2 separate regions of the Mus musculus genome follow, and region 1 is linked to region 2. A link is a contact called in public HiCAR-type data. All regions are on one chromosome and are shown on one strand. The core of a region is the stretch at or near the end of the contact, and the rest is flanking DNA. Distances in the headings are between cores, read along the strand shown.

The links. HiCAR-type assays count read pairs that join an accessible place to other places.
Region 1: a HiCAR-type map of astrocytes shows a contact between it and region 2, with 2.3 times the contacts expected there. The contact joins the promoter of Smap1 here to the promoter of B3gat2 in region 2. A contact is called at or near these places in 2 of 39 promoter capture datasets (embryonic stem cells and pre-B cells), 4 of 484 Hi-C or Micro-C datasets (cerebellum, cortical neurons and embryonic stem cells), 1 of 115 datasets of contacts at active chromatin or transcription factors (astrocytes) and 2 of 9 other capture datasets (adipose tissue and pancreatic islet).

The regions. Positions count from the first base shown.
Region 1 is chr1:23,920,940-23,924,090 of GRCm38.p6, reverse strand. It overlaps Smap1 (small ArfGAP 1), which reads left to right and starts at 1,710. Exons shown (of 10, transcript NM_028534.3): 1 at 1,710-2,053. The coding sequence starts at 1,936.
Region 2 is chr1:23,760,359-23,763,672 of GRCm38.p6, reverse strand. It overlaps B3gat2 (beta-1,3-glucuronyltransferase 2 (glucuronosyltransferase S)), which reads right to left and starts at 1,747. Exons shown (of 4, transcript NM_172124.2): 1 at 445-1,747. The coding sequence starts at 1,038.

The DNA.
Region 1 (3,151 bases), core at 461-2,960, 160 kb before region 2:
TCTCTTCCAGGTTGCTAAACTACATTTTCGGTGTTTCCTGCCTCATCTTGTTGTCATAATGTGGTGGTTTGATGAGACTATCTCCCATAGGCTGAGATGTTTGCATAATTGGTCCCTAGTTAGTGACACTGTTTGGGTAAGTTTAGGAGGCATGGCCTTGCCGAGGCAGTATGTCACATGTGTAAGGTTTGAGTTGTAAAGCCTTTCTGTGTTCCCAGCATGCTCTGCTTCCAAGATAGCCTCCAGCTTCTGCTCCAGTGACTGTGTCTTCTGCTCTCTGCCAATGCTTCCCTGCCATGATCCGCTTTTATGTCTTTGGAATCTTAAGCCCAAGAGGGATAGGTAGAGCGTATCACAGAGAATCCTGCTTCCTGCCATTCTTAGCATCTCTCCTACCTCAGGCCAGGGCTATGTTTATTCTACTTACATAAGGCCCACACATAGTATTGCTCATACTTACTACACAGCAAGCCGAATCACTCCAACTGTTTCACTGAGTTCAACCTTAGTAAACCTGATGGGCTATCATCGAGAATGTCTTCCTTTTTAAAACTGTCTTTCCTTGCAGGGAAGAATGTCGTTTACATTGTGTTATGTAGGAACATCTTCTGAAACACACTGTCAGTTTCAGAAGCCTTGTGCTTGGCCTTCTTGCAAAGGACCATCACAGCTGGGCCTGTTGACTATTTATGTTCCACCATAGGGAGGGTATATGGAGACTTATGGAAGGGAACCCCTACCACACTATTCAGTCACTGTTGTATGTGGTTCTGCCCTGCTTGTATCTGGTCTCAGGGAGGGGCTAGAGGATATACCTGGGGGAAGATGGAGGGAGGGAATTCCATGTCAGGTTCCTAAGGACCATCATCCTTGCTATGTGCAGACCTTCCAGTGTGGCTATTCTAAGGTCATCTATGCTCCTATCCATACCCCTTACCAGTTGCTCTTTAAGCCTAATAAGCTCATTGGTTCTCCTGGGTGAACTTTGTTGGAATTATACCTAAGTTTGTCTTTAGGATCTTACGAGAAGGAACAGGCTTAAGTTTCTCCCAGGGAAGGGATCCTAGCAGCACACAATTTCTTAAAGTGACATCCCTTTAATAATTCACTTTTTGATCACTTTCCCTCTTCCTAGGCGGGGTATATTGCCTGGTTTTAACTCTTCCACTTGTAGCATGGCCAAGTGACTTGACTGTTTTGCCTCATTTTCCTGTATATGAGATTATCAATATTGTTGAGGGAGGTAGGGTTTATTACGTTACCTCTCCCCCCCAAACATGTCTATTTTCCTCTAAAACGTAAGACACTTTTAGCCCCATTTCATTCCATCCGCTTCTAGTATACCGTTTCCAAACTCCCGATGCACACACATGGGATGCATCTACCCATTATAACTATATATATATAACTATAATTTGGACATTTCCAGTGCTGTGTACACAAATGCAAAGACTGTGAAAAATGCAAAGACTGTGAAAGTCGCTTCCCGGTAAAAAAAAAAAATTCTTCCACTTTCAGGTCTCTAGAGGCTTCAAGCGACGATCAGGTGTCAAGAGTGGGGAATCTCGCCCCGGGGAGCGTCAGACGCTTCTCTGGAATCACCTTGGGAGTCTCCCGGCACGCGGGCAGCTGGGCGCATGCGCAGCGCCCAGCGCTGCGTCCTCCCGGAAGCGGCGGCTCTTCCCGCCCCGCCCCTCGCCGGCTCGGGCGGAGCGTGCGGCGGGCCCGGCGAGGAGGCGGGACACGTCGGCGCTGGCTCGGCCGCCGCCGCCCCTCCTCCGGTTCCAGCCGCCGCCGCCACCGCCGCTGCCGCCGCTTCCTGGGCCGAGTCCGTCCGCGGCCCCAGCGGCGTCAGGTGCCCTCGCCCGCCCGGCCTCGCCAGCGCCGTCCGCCCGTCCGCTCGCCCGCGTCCGGGCCCGCCGCCCCGCCGCCGACATGGCGACACGCTCCTGTCGGGAGAAGGCTCAGAAGCTGAACGAGCAGCACCAGCTCATCCTGTCCAAACTGCTGAGGGAGGAGGACAACAAGTACTGCGCCGACTGCGAGGCCAAAGGTAGCGCGCGGGCTTGGTGGCCGCTCGGCCGGGGCCTCCTGCGGCTGTGACCTTCCCACCCTCCGCGGCGTCTCGTCCGCGCCGGCTCTCCCGGGAGGGCGGGCGGCCTCTGGCTCTCGGCTAGCACGGAGGTCGCGGCCTCAGCCTCCGGCTCGGAGCCGGCGTCGCGCCGCTGCCACCGCCTTGGGCCGCCGGCTGGGCGGTGCTGATAGGGCTGTGGGAGCCCTCCTGCCTCAGCCTCAGCGACTCCGTGGGTGGAGTCGCCCTTAGGTCCCTGTCCTCTTGGCGACCCTCCCTTCCTCCCACGAGATCGCGTCGTCCTCCCTTTCCCCAGTGGTGCGGTGTCCCAGATGGAGCCCTACCTGCCTGCCCACCTGACAGCTCTTGCACAGGGCGTTTACTTCTGTTTCTGAAAAAGAACAGTGTTTTGGGGTGGTTTGAGATGTCACTGCATAACATAATCGAGATAGGGTTTTCATTATTTGTGTATACTATGTATAACACACACACACACACACACACACACACACACTCACACTCTCTTATTCTGGATGTTATAGTGTCCTAAGGAAAGTGTGTTATGTTCATAAAGAGTTCAGTCGTTAGATTCCCCCAGACGACCCATTGGCGAATTTGTGGACACTGGTCTGTCCACTTCATAAATGTGGAAGGTGCATTTTAAGATACTGAGAAGAAGAAGAAGAAAAAAAAACCCCACTATTTTTAGTTCAGGTGGAGGTTTCTGCTTGAGCCTTTGAAATAGATAAATTATTTTTAGCTGATAGTTTTTGTTTGGAGATGTGGTTTATTTCTAATGTAAGTAATATCATGGAGAGTAATGGAGATTTAAAAATCCTACTTCTATGTAGTTAGGAAAATGTACATTTGATTTTTCTCTGGGAAATAGGTAGTTGCTGGGAGCAGAGACAGCCATTGTGAGCGAGGATTAAGATTTCTGCATTATTTAACTACTTTTCTAGAGTTTTTACTGTTTTCTCTCAACACTGAGCAAAAGAGTCCATTGCAGTAGGCTGGGTTATATGTGAATAAATTAAGTCTCATAACATCAGCATCATCTCTCTGTCATAACAGCTACTT
Region 2 (3,314 bases), core at 498-2,997:
CTGAGTTGTTAGTATCAACTCAGTGGGATGATATGTGGGATAGTACCTTTATCCCACATTTGTCTCCACTCAGAATCACCTGTAGGCACTGATCCAGTCTCCAAGAAAATCAAGCCTAGCTCCAGCTTTGGGCGTCATCCAGTTGGGCAAATCACCTGTACTATTATTTACTGAACACAATCCCGGACAGGGCAAGACACCTCGGGGCAGACTTCTCCACCCACCAACACCCCTTCTCCACCCACCGCAGCCAGCCGAAGAGGCTGTGGACTGCCCATCTTCAGCTGCTCCACGCCGAGTGCGGGATGCGTGCTCGAAGGGACTGAGAACTCAAAAGTGTACAGGAAGCACAAAGGGCATGCAGACCTTCGGGGCCCAACCGCCCCTTGTCCCCCCTCCCCCCCACACACACCCTACACCCCACCATCGGCGCTGGACCACTACCTCCTGGAAGAGCTCCAGACTGTACGTGTTGTCATCGTCGGCGAAGAAGAGCACGCCGGGTTGCGCGCTCTGATGCTGATGCCTCTGGCGCAGCCAGGCGAGGCCCGCGTTGCGCTGTTCGGTGGCGCGCGGCAGCCACGGTCGCTTGTAGCGCCGCGGCGTGGGCACATGCAGGTGCGTGTTGGGCAGGCCGGCCCGAGCTAGGAAGCTGCTCACCAGCTCGCTGCGCGTCGCCCGGTCCTCCACCAGGATCCAGTGCAACTGCGCCACCTGGCGGAAGGTGTTGGCCAGGCGAGTGAGCTCGGCTTTCTGCACCGGGCGACTGTAGGTGGGTGTGATGGCATAGATGGTGGGCAAGCGCGGCTCCGGCTGCAGCTGAGGCCGAGACTCGTTCCGCTTCTCGGCAGCGTCACGCCCGGGGCTACTCCGTCGGAGCGGGACTCGGGAGCCCCCGCAGCCCACTGCATGGGGAGAGAAGTAGGGACGGGAAGTGAGTTGGGGCGCGGGCCTGCGGGGGTCCACGTCCAACATGATGATGACAATCAGGATCCAGGGCAGGAGGATGAAGAAGCGGCTGCACAGCGCGGACTTCATGGTGCGCGCTCCCCAGCGTCTCGGACACCACCCCCTGCAAGGACTAGGCTCCGGGTAGGGGACCTCTGTGTGCAGTTAGGACAGCGGCAGCGTCTGCAATCAGGGAGAAGCCGCAAGCGCGCTCCCCTTCCGGACTGGGGCGTTGCGGGGACCTGGGCGTTGTGGGGTCGGCGCAGATGCAGGGCAAGCTAGAACTCCAGGGGGTGCAGGAGGACCGGCTAGGGTCTTGGGTCACTCTGGATGAAGTCGGCGGGAATCTGGACACGGTCCAGCCGCACTCCGCAGGTCCCGGAGTTGTGCCGAGTGCAAGCCAGGCGGCGGTCCCCGCTGCGCTCTTTTCCCGAGTGCGAGCCTGGAACGTACCAGGCGTTGTACCTTGCCGCTCCTGTCCCGCGTCGCTGAGGGCTAAGAGGATCCAGCTGCTGGCCTGGGCGAGCGTTCCGGGACCCCTTTGAAGGCGGTTGCCGGGAATGCTGAGGGCTTTCCTCCGTCACATGTCGGCCGGTGCAGCTGCGATCCCGGGTGGACACCGAGGATGCTGCGTCCCTAAGCTCCCGTTCGAGCGCCGCGGCAGAAACCTGTGCCGCTCTCTCCTTCTCGGAACCTCTCCCGGCTCCAGACAGCAAGATCCCAAAGCAGGGAAAGAAAGAAAAAGCGAGGGGGCGGGGGCGCTGCAGACTCGGGCGTCCTCCTAGTGCTCCGGTGGGAAGATAGCAGCGCTGCTACTGGCGGAGAGGGGCTGCGGGGCGGAGGCGGGAAGGGCCAAGGCTCTCTGCGGGGTCTGAGCCCGGTGGCACCAGGCGCTGCCTGCGGGCAGAGGCAGGGGGAGGGAGGAGGATCTCTGCTGGGTTGCGCGACCTCTGCCTGGGGTGTGTGTGTGTGTGTGTGTGTGTGTGTGTGTGTGTGTGTGTGGAGGTGGTGGGTGCTGTTTTCAGATCGCCCCAGGGTTCAGCTCACTGAACTGCTGCAGGGTCTTTGGAGATCAGCCAAGGAAACCCATTCACGTGTGACAAGTCCGGAGTCCTAAAGAGGGCAGAAGGAGAAAGAGGGAGGGGACAAAGCGGTCCTTCCCTGGCTTGAGGGTTGGTGTACAGAACCTCAGCAAAGAGAACCACTTTCTCTTGAAAGGCAGAAATCAATAGAATCCCACAGAGATGGAGGGGGTGCCGCACATAGGTGTCTGGCATGTGTGCCAGCCCATTCCAAGGAATCAATCGCAACTGCTCGGCCACAGTTGGATCTGTGGGGGACATTTTGACAACTCCGGCTGAGTATGTGTAACTTGCTTTTGTTCATGTTGGAGCCTTCCCAGTTTGCAGGCACAGGAATTATCCCCCAGGACCATCCCTGTAATCCTTTCAAGGAGGCTTTGGAGGTGGAATCACCTTCATTTTCTGGATGAAGGAGCAGAAGATGGAGACTTAAGGGAATTTCCTGAGGTCAGTGGTAACTGACTTAGTGGAAATAGAACGTGGGCGTCCTGGATAGAACCCACTGCCTCTTCACTGCACATCATCAGCACAGCCTGGCTGTGAGTGACCGGTCTTCCTAGGTGATGCCATCAGATCAAGTGGGTCAGAGGATGGCAAGCGGAAATACCTGGAAGACCCTCTCATATATAGAGAATCTATTAGCCGAACGAACCCCAGGCTGTTCTCATTCCAAGCACATTCCAGGGAGTCTGAGGAAAGCACCCCCACCCCCAATGAATCATTTCTGATTCCGTTTTCCTCCGCAACCCGACTTTCTCTGTCGCATGAAAATCCTTTTGACTATGTTCCTGAGGAACAAGCAGCACGCTGGGGCAGATCCTCCACCTTCACGTGGCTGTGTCCTGCATCTTGGGTTCGGTGTCTGGCACTGCGCACCTGTGAATTTTCACAACTACTCTCTTATGTTGTGGGGTAGTCACTAGAGAAGACTGCTCCGACTTGGGTTGAAGCAAATATATAAAGCATTTATTAGCCAGCCGGTGACTACATTGGGTGTTTGAATCCCAAGGTAGCGCTGAGGCTTTCTCAGGGTGAGCGTTTAAGCAAACAACAACAACAACAACACCAAAAAACAAAAAAATAAAACAAAACAAAAAACCAAACCTAAACAACAAAAGCCACGTTCTGGGTTGACATACTTCAGTTAACAAGAACAGTGCGTCAGAATCGGAACTACAAAAGGTAAAAAGCAAGGTTAGTGCATTTTGAGACTTCCCGTGACTATATGGACTTTGATGGATTGGGCCTTTGTTTCCGTTTTGGCAGGTGGTACGGTCTACATGC